3 separate regions of the Anser cygnoides genome follow, and all the other regions are linked to region 1. The links are chromatin contacts, called in public Hi-C maps. All regions are on one chromosome and are shown on one strand. The core of a region is the stretch at or near the end of the contact, and the rest is flanking DNA. Distances in the headings are between cores, read along the strand shown.

What was found. Hi-C and Micro-C count contacts between places; a contact is called where the count stands out from the background.
Region 2: a contact with region 1 is called in a Hi-C map of liver, with 1.7 times the contacts expected there. The contact joins the enhancer-like site here to the promoter of STX16 in region 1. A contact is called at or near these places in 2 of 7 Hi-C or Micro-C datasets (both in liver).
Region 3: a Hi-C map of liver shows a contact between it and region 1, with 5 times the contacts expected there. The contact joins the promoter of LOC106042046 here to the promoter of STX16 in region 1. A contact is called at or near these places in 2 of 7 Hi-C or Micro-C datasets (both in liver).

Annotation. Positions count from the first base shown.
Region 1 is chr16:5,396,918-5,400,710 of Taihu_goose_T2T_genome, forward strand. It overlaps STX16 (syntaxin 16), which reads right to left and starts at 1,617. Exons shown (of 10, transcript XR_010825233.1): 1 at 1,319-1,617.
Region 2 is chr16:5,225,747-5,229,539 of Taihu_goose_T2T_genome, forward strand. All of the region lies in intron 4 of GNAS (GNAS complex locus), which reads right to left. Among named protein-coding and RNA genes, the nearest start is that of NELFCD, 55 kb to the left of the region's middle. Within about 2 kb of position 1,780, at least 1 of the 3 cell types and tissues checked has open chromatin away from gene starts, as enhancers often do. A contact at or near this core is called in liver, where this site is marked.
Region 3 is chr16:5,556,275-5,560,067 of Taihu_goose_T2T_genome, forward strand. LOC106042046 (serine/threonine-protein phosphatase 4 regulatory subunit 1-like) reads left to right here and starts at 2,127. Exons shown (of 20, transcript XM_048074641.2): 1 at 2,127-2,308; 2 at 2,441-2,485. The coding sequence starts at 2,302. RAB22A (RAB22A, member RAS oncogene family) reads right to left here and starts at 2,066. Exons shown (of 7, transcript XM_013190901.3): 1 at 1,861-2,066; 2 at 1-50. The coding sequence starts at 1,896.

The DNA of each region.
Region 1 (3,793 bases), core at 367-2,866:
GGAGCTGCTACAGAACTCTGTCCACCAGATCACGGCTGAGCCACTGACTCATCTGCTTGACAAGGCCCTAACAATTTCCAAACACTTCACTTTGGTTATATTTGAATCAGCATCCTAGAAAATGCTTCAGTTCGTATCAACAAAGACTGTAAACAAACATCTTATGCAAGTGCTCAGTGTTATTGCACTTGCTGTTGAGTAAAAGTAGTTTCGCTGCTCGGTAGCCTGTAGGAAAGTTCAAGGATCAAAAAATTTCAAGGATCAAAAAAATGATATTGGCAAGAAAAATTACTGAGAACCAAATGCAATGCCTAATGAAGCACGCATAATACATATCACTACTGATATTTCCGGATCTATAAATGCAATTTGATGCACAGCTTGTATAGATACAGATGTAACGAAATTAAAAATGAACAAAAGACTGTTCAGTGGCAACTCATCAGCTGAAATAAGTTTTGCAGCATGAAGCACTGCTTTTCCTAAAAAAAAAAAAAAAACAAAAAAAAAACACAAAAAGCTTTAATGGGAAGATGGGAGTGCGTAAAGATATTTACTGGAGGCTATTACAAATGGTAAGTTTGAAGAATCAGCTTTAAAAACTGGTAAAGCTGAGCTGCCAGGCTGTTTCATTACTGCAATCAACAGTTTTCAAACACCCTTCAAATTGCTCTAAGGAAACTGCTTGTTTATAAACACCTTTTTGTACCTACTTCGGGAAGAATTATTTCAAAAATTCTGAACCTTTCAAAGCAACCTTTAAGATTGCCATCCCAGTGTGACGAGCTCAAAACTTAGACAAAGCCACACACAGTGCCACAGAACAAATAGCTTTTCGAAGTTTCCGTTAAGAGGGATCACACTAGAACCTCCTGACGTCCCCCTGCTGCAGATGAGATGACTTTGGGTATTACTCGCATTTGGGGAAACAACAGACATCGGAACAAACTATGGAAAAAGTCAAGCAACAACAGGGATAATCTACAGTACTGTATTTAACGGTGCCCACACTGCAGCGGATAGAAGAGCTCTGCTCTGTGAAACAAATTATTATTTTTTTTTCCACTGGGGAGACAGCAGAAAAAAAATAAGCAATGGACAAAAACCTCATGTCAACACCGCCATGAAGTTATCTGAATTAAACAGAGGCGCGGCGAGCCCAGAGCCAGGCCTCTTCTATTCGCTTTTTGGGAAAGGGGAGCACGGGGGGACGGGGGGGACAGGGGAGGGGAGCAGCACCGGGGGCTCGGTGGGGTCTGGGGAGCGGGCACCCGGCTCGGCTCAGCACGGTACGGTAGGATGAAGGGAGGAGACTCACCGCAGCAGCCATGCTACGTGAACTCAGAGGGCTGGAGGAGCCGTAACTACTCACTTGCTCGGCCAGCAGCTGCCGGCTCTGCACCGCCTTGTTCCGCAACAACAAGAACGCGTCCGTTAGGCGCCGGGTGGCCATGGCCTCCCGAGCCGGCGCCCCCACCCCCCCAGCCCCGGGGCCGCTCAGCGCCTCAACGCCGGGCCCTCGGCCCCAGCCCCGCCCGGGGCCCGCTCAGAGGGCCCGGGGAAAGGCCCCCGGCACCGGGCGCCCCCGGCCGCCGGCCGCGGCCATGCCCCCGGATCCGCCGGCAGCGGCCCGGCCCGCTTCCGCGTTGTGCAGCGCCCGCCGCCGTCCGCCCCGCTCCGCCCGGGCCCGCAGGCCGCAGCACTAGCGTTCCGGCTCCCTGCCGGCCCCCCCCGCCGCCCTCTTAGGGCAGGAGGAGCAGAAAGCCCCTCGATCAGCCCAAACAGCTGGGAAATAACCCCTCTCACAGGGCTGACGCAACCCCAAAACCCTATGGGTCCTGGCCTTGGCGGTGGTGGTGAGGGGTGTTAGTGCCTTGTGGCGGTCGCTGTCTCAAAGGGCAGCATCCGTCTTTACGCACCCATCACCAGGCTCCCTTGGTGATGGCACAAAATGTCTTAGCATAAAAAAGACCTAACATTTCCAGAGAGTTTCCAGTTAACTCTGTACATTTACAGAGTTATCTCACTGCTTGATGCATCTCTAACAGAAACAATTTTGGTTCAAAGCATACTATTGTAGCATGACCTTTTTGATTTGCTTCTCTTCCCTCACTTTTTTCCTCTGAGTCCCCAACATTACCACAAATTTGCTTTGCTTTCAGTGAATTCTGTATTCCCCAAAACAAACAAGCGAACAAACAAACAAACAAAAAACTCACACAGGTCTTTATGTCAGCTCAGACAATTGAAAACTCCGGACATTCTCCCAAAATAAACATGCCATTTAAAATGACAGCACTGGGTTTGACTTTCCAAAAGAGGCTTTTTAATAAGGCTGTGGCTGAAATTATTATCTTTTTCTCTGCTTTTTGACACCTCAGTACCGGACAGCCTGGCAGCTGTTCACCCCTGAGACAAGCTCCCGCTGCTGCCGGCGCCAGGCCTGTGCTGATGGCTGCCCGGCCTCTGTGGACATCGCATCAGCTGTTCCCTGGGGCTGTCAGGGCAGCTGCTGCATGCTGGTCACCAGGAGCATCTCCAGCTTAAATTCTCACCAGAAAAATCAAAAATTAGTATTTACACATATGGAAGGAACAGTGAGTGTAATCACAACCACATTTTCTGGAAACATTACCCCATTTTATCTAACCGCTTGGACAGATTTGTACAATGAGAAATAGAAAGAAGTATCCCTTTGCTGTTGCAAGACATTTTGGGCATTTATTTGAGCAGCCCTTCTGCCTCAGTGGGAGAGACAAAAACTTGGAATTTAGCAAGGAAATAAACTCCAGCCTTACAAGGATCAACACATGCATTTCATTTTTCGTGGTCTGGTGAAATGTGTTTTCACTTTGGCTGCCTTACAGAGACTTTAAAAATATATGTATATACTTCATTTCTTCATGCTAATTTTTAATCTACTGTAACAATTTTTTATTCTATGAGAACAGTTTCAGCTAATGATCCTCCAGCCTTCTCTTGGCACCGCTACTGTGGCTATAAGCTGAGTGGAATTTTGCATGCAGCCAGAGGTCTTCCAGCAATCTTTTGGTTCTGGATGCCTACACAGAGAAAACTGGTTGGAATATCTCATTTAGCAACTGTGTGCCCAATGGGAAGCCTTACGCCCCTAATGTGCTGGAAGTTGGTGCACACTGGCCATTTGCGTCTTTTACTTCCTGATTTTTGACAGCTTAAAAGGTTTTGAATGTTGGGAAGGCTGGGAACTGAAGCAAAGGGTGTAAAAAGTGTTTGGGACCAGTACACAAAGGGATAAAACTCTGTAAGGAAGGAGTCCAGACCTAACTCAGTGAATAACCACTTCAAAGTGGATATTAGGAATAAGCAAAGGGACTAGAAGGAATGGAAAAAAAGATTAATCAAAGAAAACTACATCTTAGAAGTTAGGAAGTGTAGGCATAAAGGGAAATTTGCCAGAAGTAAAGCTGAGTTAGGCCTTGCAAAGGAAATTAAAACAAATAGCAAAATGTTCTTCAGGCATACAGACCAGGAGATGAAGTAGAGAAGAAGTAGGGGTGAAGACAGGGGGAGAGGCAGGACACAAATGAATGCCTAATATATAGTGGAAATGTACATAAAGGAAATGAAGGCACAGAGATAGAAATTTTCTCATCCAAGTGGAACAAAACATAAAGATGAAAATGGGACAATAATTTCTGACCCAGACACCTAACAGTGCTTGCCTGTCAAGAATGTGTCTGGCTATGCAACGACATTGCTGCAGGAGCAGCGGAACACAATGTGAGAGCAGGAAAAATTGTTCCAGAATCTA
Region 2 (3,793 bases), core at 530-3,029, 170 kb before region 1:
CTTGCTGATTGTAGGAAGCCTCACAGGAAATCATACCATAACGCTACAGAGTTTTAACAGTCATAGTCATGTGAAAAGAAATGCGTTTAAGCATTAATGTTTTGTTTAGCAGAAGACACCTTCACCTTCTGAAAGATTCCCAATACAACAAATAAACAGCTAACAATTGTATATTGCCTGTATTTGTTTATAGGAATGCAATCAGACCTTTGGAGAAAAAAAAAACAAACAAACCATGAGCGGAAATCATCATGTAAAAGGGATGCTTGTAGAACAGTACTTTGCTTCCAGAAAGATCTAACCACCATCCTGGATTAAAAATGGGGTAATGCAGAGTCTAATCAAGTAAAAATCCTACTTGCAGTACAAAATTTCAACAAGTTGAGTAAGTGGCAGCAGGTAAACAGCAGTTTTATTAAAAGTCAACCAGAGAAAGTGTTAAAGAACTTGGAGGTCGAGTGTTTTGGTTGTAAAAAAAATTAATCCTCAAGAGAGAAGCTCCAGGCCTGGGAAAAAATAAGGAACCAAGATCGGCTTTTGAGAGGCATTCTGAAAGAATAAAATATTAGTAGAAAATGAAAGAGAAAAACTGGACATACTGTCTACACGGTTTTGTTCCCTCCAAATATATAAATACTCAAGAGACTTTTAAAAAATGTTTATGAAGCAATGTTTTATAGGCATTAGGATGTTGGCAGGGAAAAAACATTGGCACAGTAATTGCGACTATGACACCATGTTCACAGGAACCCTAGCATGGACGTGCAACATTACTTTTTCTTTGTAAAACCATAATATAGGGCGGATCTGGCAGCAGAATAGCTTATTTACTAATTCCAGCAAAAGTCAATGCCACTGAAAAAAGAAAAACCACACTACCTACTAAAAGGTGTGTACAGCCATTACACAATGTTGTGGTTAAAACTGGGATTCAATTCCTGGGCAAAGTTCAGCGTCCCATGGAGTTGTGCATTTCATAATAAGAGTTTTAAATAGGTCAGCCACTTACAAGCCTAATGATTAAAGGTCAAACTAAATCAGATTCTAACTGTAAAATTGTATCTTGGAGGACATTCGCTTCCAAGATTAAAGCTTTTAAAAACAACGCTGACCATTGGTTTCAACCCTCTTTACCAACATGCTCTGTATGGTGGGGGCACACAAACTCTGCTTTCGGGATGGGCAGGCAGCGGTGCTGCATTCCCCTAATGACCTGTATTAGGGCACCACGGGATCACGGGGCGGCACGTCAGCAAGGGGTATTCCAAGACAAACTGCACAGGTTGATTTTTCTCCTTTCAGGATAGGTAAATACACAGCAAATTGATTTATTTTTTTATTGCTCGTATCTGAAATCAAGCGATTACTATTGACTGTAAGGCTACTCAGTGAAGGAAGCCAACGGTGTCTTGTCATTCTCCCCGTTTGGGCAGGGATCCTACAACGTGTTAAATTTGTCAAATCAGACAGTTTAATAAGGCACTTACTTGAATAGGGAAACATCTGCATTCCTAATGGTGTGAACAAGTGTTAATTATTGCTTGCTATTTTAGGGAAAACATGCCGATGATATCACAAAGGAAACGCATACCTACAAATAGTTGAAGATATTCTCCAGCTACTGGCACATGTCCAGAGGCGAATACAAAACTCTTTGGGAGAGGCCAGAGTACTCAGCATTTCCCATAACTGAGTCAGAAATACTTTCAGCAAGCATTCAGCCTCATTATCAATAGTTTTTCGTGTTTAGAAAGAAGAACAAGGCTAAAATATTTTGGGTGTCTGTTTACGTTACCTCCACATTTCTAGTAGTAGAAATGAAACCGGATGTTGCTGCAAGAAGGGATAACGGGAAGGGAATTTTATTTAAGAAATTCCTGTCAAGCTTGAACTTTCATTTTTTCCCTCTGTTACGTTTCAAAAAGGCCGCAGTATTTGCGAAATGTGATTCTATACCCATTATACACCACAGCGCCTTTGGTTAAGTCTCCAATAGCATATCAGCACACCATCTCCCTTTCATTTTTACTTTCACGAGATATTTCATCACCGCAGAAGCTTAATCTGTTGATACTGGAACACTACTCAGATTTAATTCTTTCATACAGCTCCTATTTAAAACCCATCGCTCTCGTTAGGGAGGAGGAACTCACTCTTGGTGAGAGCACCAAGATGGAAGGTCGGCAGGTGCGGGCTGCCCATTTGTCAAGGCTTCGCTGTAATTTTAAACCAAGTAATCAATATTCCTCTGCTTCTTCAGGATATACTTACACGTGAAGAGAAGGTAATTCATTAACGAATTAAACCCACTACTAGCATAAAAGGCTCAGGAAAAAGTCTTCTATACCATTTCAGCTCTCTCTTGGGGCAGCAGAGAGCTGTGACAGAGGCATTGCAACCAAGAGCTATTTTTACAGACCTCTGGCTAGGAAGGAAGGTTTAATAAAACTCTGAGAAATTTCCTTTGAGCCTTAAATTAGGGTTTGGAAAATATCTTTGATACTACATCATTTCATTGCTTTTTGTGTAATGAATATATAATAAACTTAAAACAAATAGTCAAATCAAACGACCTTATTGCCTTATGCAACTGCTGAGAACAGCGCCACTTTGAATAACGCGTTGGACGTGGGACCACACTGCAACTTTGCTGTCCCCTTTCAGGTTAGAAACAAAAAGCCAATTTTTGACAGAAACTTCCACCAACAGAAAAGGGTAGAAGTTGATTTAGAATAGGAAGGAACTCTCTCTCAAGACAAATCCAAAGGAACGATCACTGATCACCACACAACCGTTCTGAAGAACCAGAATCTGTATTTACAGAAGTATTCATAGACTCCAAATGCTGTTTACGTGAGGAGATCAGGCTTGCATACATTTACAAGAGATTAATCAAACTTCTGTTTACTTTCTGGGATTGATTTATTTATTTATTTTAAAAGAGTAAAAGCTACCCAGTTTTCCTGAGAGCTTAAGAAATCTTGATTTTTATTGGAACGCTGAAGAAATGTCCTAGGATAATAAAATATCTTGAAGTTATGTAGCTCATACGTAAGGAAGGTTACAAGTGAAACAAACAAATGAAATGTGCTTTTGTAAAAGTCCAGGTCAGGAATATTTCCATGCTTTCACTAGTATCAAAGACAACAGACATTCAATACATGCATGTAAAAATGCACATGCTTTACTACACTGTACAATGTCTCGTGTAAGTACCTAAACTACACCCTGAACTTAGTATTTATTTTTCTACAGGAGCACTGTTAGAACTACTGAAATCATTTGAGCAGCCCTGACTTTCCAAGAGTTCTACCTACTTTGTAGGATAGTCCAGCTATGTGCTTAAAAAGGATTATTTGTGAACATAAACTATTTTAAATCTCATTTATATCCTTCACCTCATATTTCAAATAAATGAAGATCTAATTATTTTTTTCTGAACCCAAGCGAAACACCTATAGGGAGACAACGATAAACACCACAATTAGGTCATGAAAAAGAAAAGGCGAAAGCTACTCTCAGTTGGAGATGCTTTTATTGGTCCTACCAAGCAGAAAAGAGAAAATCTGGAAAGCTGGAATGTGTAACCTCCCCAAAGGCAAGCTGAAAACCCTGATGACCTGGGGGGTTTCTGAAAAGCAGGAGTCTACTGGAAGCGATGCGTGTCCGCGTACCTTTAGAAAACACAACATTCCTGGCAGCAACAGACGTGTGCGGGATCAGAACGGTCAGGCGTGCAGGGCTGCCTCCACCATGCACACACCTTCACGGCCAGGCGAGCTCTCACCAATGT
Region 3 (3,793 bases), core at 877-3,376, 160 kb after region 1:
CTATCTTCTACAAATCTCCACACAATACTTGATTTGCCCACACCAGTGTCCTAGAAAAAAAACAGAAACAATTGAAAAAGATATTGGTTGCTGTAAACCTTTCATTCTTTTTATCCTCATATCTATTTTTCATGAATAACATGTTCCCACAGACGGTCTCAGAGAACTTTGATCAGATTCTGAAATATTTTGGGTATTAGCATATTGTTTACTAGAAAAATGAAAGGTCTCTCTTCTAAGTTACAGTTCTCCAAACAAAATTGTTATAAAGAAATTTTTATGGAGTACAAAAATCTGCATTCCTGCATTTTATCAGTTATTCAAGCTTTCCTCCCCAAAAGTATACACAAACCAAATTTGAACTAGAGCAGAGAAAGACCTTCTACCACATTTAGTAAAATATAGAGCAACTGAATATTGTACTCCACCTTTGCAAGCCAATCGAGCACATGAAATCATACAACTTCTGACTAATGCTGTCCCACCCTGCGTAATGAAAGGCCTGAAGTGTCTTCGTGACACACCTGAAACATGTTTCAAATACACCTTTACAGGTTTATAAATGGTAGAAGAAGAGACTCAACATAAAAATTTCAGGGCATGTATTTGTACCACCAAATCAATTATGAAAAAAAGCAAGCAAAAGTAGGCATACTTAGGAGTGAAATAACAGCTTGCTAGTACTAAGACCATTCTCAATAGCAGTTGGACATTTTAAATTGTCATTTAACTAAGACAGGTGACAACAAACTTTTTGCTTTACATCTACAGAGTAAATATTTTAAGGAAAATCAGCACAAGTGCTGTTGAAGTTTTACACCATTCATGCATTATCTTGAATCTTCTGTTATAATAAAACTGGGTACAGCACGTACACTTTTGTTTATCTTTTCAAATTGTTTTCCTCGCAAAGAACGTGTATGACCTCAGTTCTGTATTTTATAGTGTCTGCAGTCTCAATGAACAAAGCAGATCTCAAAAAGAGAAATTTAGATGCAGTTTCTGGCTCTAGGAGTTCAGGAATCAGTTTTCATAGGTGTTTCCTCTTCTTACAGGACAAAATACCATGCAGGCAGAGCCAACTGTAGTTCATAGTTACCCCCAACGTTTTCATAACATGAAGAGCACAGAAACAATTTTCTCTCTGAAGGGCAATAGGGCCATTTACAAGCAGAAGACAATTCTGCCTGTCATACTCTGTACAGCACAGGATTTAGATGTAGAAAACTCCACCTATTCAAAAGGAGACTCTCCAATGAAGTCCTCAGAGCAAACCCAACCCAAGCCAACACATGGCTTTTCCCTGGAATTCCAAAACTCCTACTTCACTTTGCTTGATGTCTCCTCCTTCCACTACCTGCTCCACTTAATGTACTTTCAAAGGCTACGCATGCTGTTAAAAAATAAAAATCAAACACAGAAAAAAAAAAGAAAAAAAAAAGAACAGTTCAAGTTCCCTGCCTCTCTCTCCAGGTTGATTTCAGATGCTTTTATTTATTCCTTTTACGAACTCCAAGGCCGAGGAAGAGGGAAGCACACACTGAGCCTTCGTGCTTCCTCTCTGCTCCTCCTCAGAGGCCAAGGCCGAACGAGGAGGATGAGGAGGAGGACATCTCCCCATAGAAACGCCTCTCTCCCCGCAGGGAAAGGCCTGTCCGTCCCCCCGACCGCTCTCCTCCAGGGACCAGGGCCGGGGAACCGGGGCCCAGCACTCGCTCTGGGAGTGAAGGGCCCCAGGCTCAGCCCCAGCAGCCAACACCAGCCCAGACAGCCCCTCAGCAGGGTGGGCGAGGGCAGACAGCCCCCTGCCCTGCCTCCTCCCCTCCCTGCCTCCCCCTGCCCGCGCCCCGCGCCACTTACCCCCAGCAGGCAAACTTTCAGCTCCCTCAGAGCCATGGTCGGGCAGGCTGCGCCTTCAACGAGCGCCGGAGACGCGGCCCAGAACGATCATAGCCCCTTCCCCGCTCGCAGACGGACACACAGACAGCCAGACGCCAGCGCGGGCAGCCCCCCGCCTCCCCGCCCCTCAGCTACGGGCGGATCTCGCCCCTCAGCCGCCGCGGCCCGGCCGCCATTTTGGGCGGCCCGCCGCCGTCACCTGACTGCAGCCCCGGCGGGGCGGCCGCGCTTCTCCTCCCTCTGAGGAGACGGACGGGGGGCGTTTAGGGGCGATTCTCCCCCCTCCGGGAGCTGCCGTTTGTTCAGCCGGTCGTGTTCTCGGCCGTGCGGGGGCAGGAAGCACAGGCGGCTCCTCCCTGCGCCCTCCTCCTCCGCCTCCTCCTCGCCCATGTCCATTCCAAGATGGCCGGTAAGTGGGGCCGGCGGGCGGGGGGCGCCTCACCCGGGGCACCGCCACGGCCCGGCCCGGCCCGGCCGCCCTCGCCGCTGCCCCTCCGAAGCCAACCCCCCCGGTGTCTCTCTTTTTGTTTTCTGTTTGTAGGGATCCCTTTGTATTTTGTGGATTTGCAGGATGACTTAGATGATTGTGAGTAACTGTCGTTTTGTTTTTTTATTTTTCCGCTCGCTGCTTGGGCCCCGCTCCCACCCCAGGGTCTGGCCATCGCTCGCTTTTCGCTCTCCGCGTTTTTAATTCGCGACAGTAAGAGCTGGGGCTGTGCGGAGCCTCGCAGGGCGAGCTGAAGGCTTCTCCGTGGCTCTGGGGCAGCGCGGGGGCTGACAGGGCCCTTCCCTCGTCCTCCTCGGCTTTTCGGCCTCTCAGCCCTGACACTCGCAGCCGTGCCCGCCCGGGCGGCCCTGGGGGCCATGAACCGCTCGGTGCCCGCCGGGGGCAGCCGCTGTCCCGCGGGGAAGGAGGGCCCGAGGCGAGAGGCCGCTGGCTGTGGGGGCAGCTGGGTGCCCGGGGTCTGTGCGAGCAGTGCCTTGGGCAGGGAACCTCAGGGAGAGAGAAATGGGCTCTGTCCGGCCGCCCCTGAGAGGATTAGCCCGGTGCTGCGGCCTCAGGGGACGGGGGGTTTTGTGGCTGCGAACGGGTGAAGCTTGAGGGGGCTTCGGGGGTGGTTCCAGGCACTGGGGGTTCTGCTGGGCACTCACCGCTGCGGTGCAGGCGTTGTTGTGTGTGTGCCCTTCAGAAGCTGGGAATAAACGGAAATAAAAGCTTTTGTGCTCCAGTTGGCTGACATAAGCTGGTGGTTTTAAGTTAAGTGCCCTGTTCTCCGTGCTAGGCAAGGCAGCGCCGATTCAGCTGGTACAGTGCAGAGTTTTGTTAGGGGATTAGAGCTGAATGCGGCTCAGACAACTTGAAGGAGCTGTTTCTTAAGGAGATAAATCTGTAGCCACTAATCATTGAAGTGGTGTTGCTTTAGGAACCAGGTAGGTGTGGGAGGCGGTTTCGTTGGCACTTGGGATGCTGGATTGACATTTCCATTAAAAAATGAAAACTGATGCTTGAATTTGTTTTTTGTGAGAGACTCGATTTGTTTACCACAGAAATGTTTGAGAGGGCATTTTACTGTGAGGGTGACAGAGCACTGTAACAGGCTGGTCAGAGATGTTGTGGAATGTCCTTCTCTGGAGATATATCCCCGCCTGGATGTCATCCTGCACAGCATGCTCCAGGTGATCCTCTTCGGCAGGGACTTGGACCAGGTGATCTTCAGAGGTCCCTTCCAACCTCAACCATTCTGTTATTGTGTAATAGTACTTGAAAATGCACAACAGAAGGCTTTTGCTTCCCTGTCGACTGTGAACATTCAAGATTAGGAAGAAAATGATCTTGAGGAACAGCAGGAGAAACATGAGAGTGTAATGGAAGCTAAAGCCTTCCTTTGGAAGG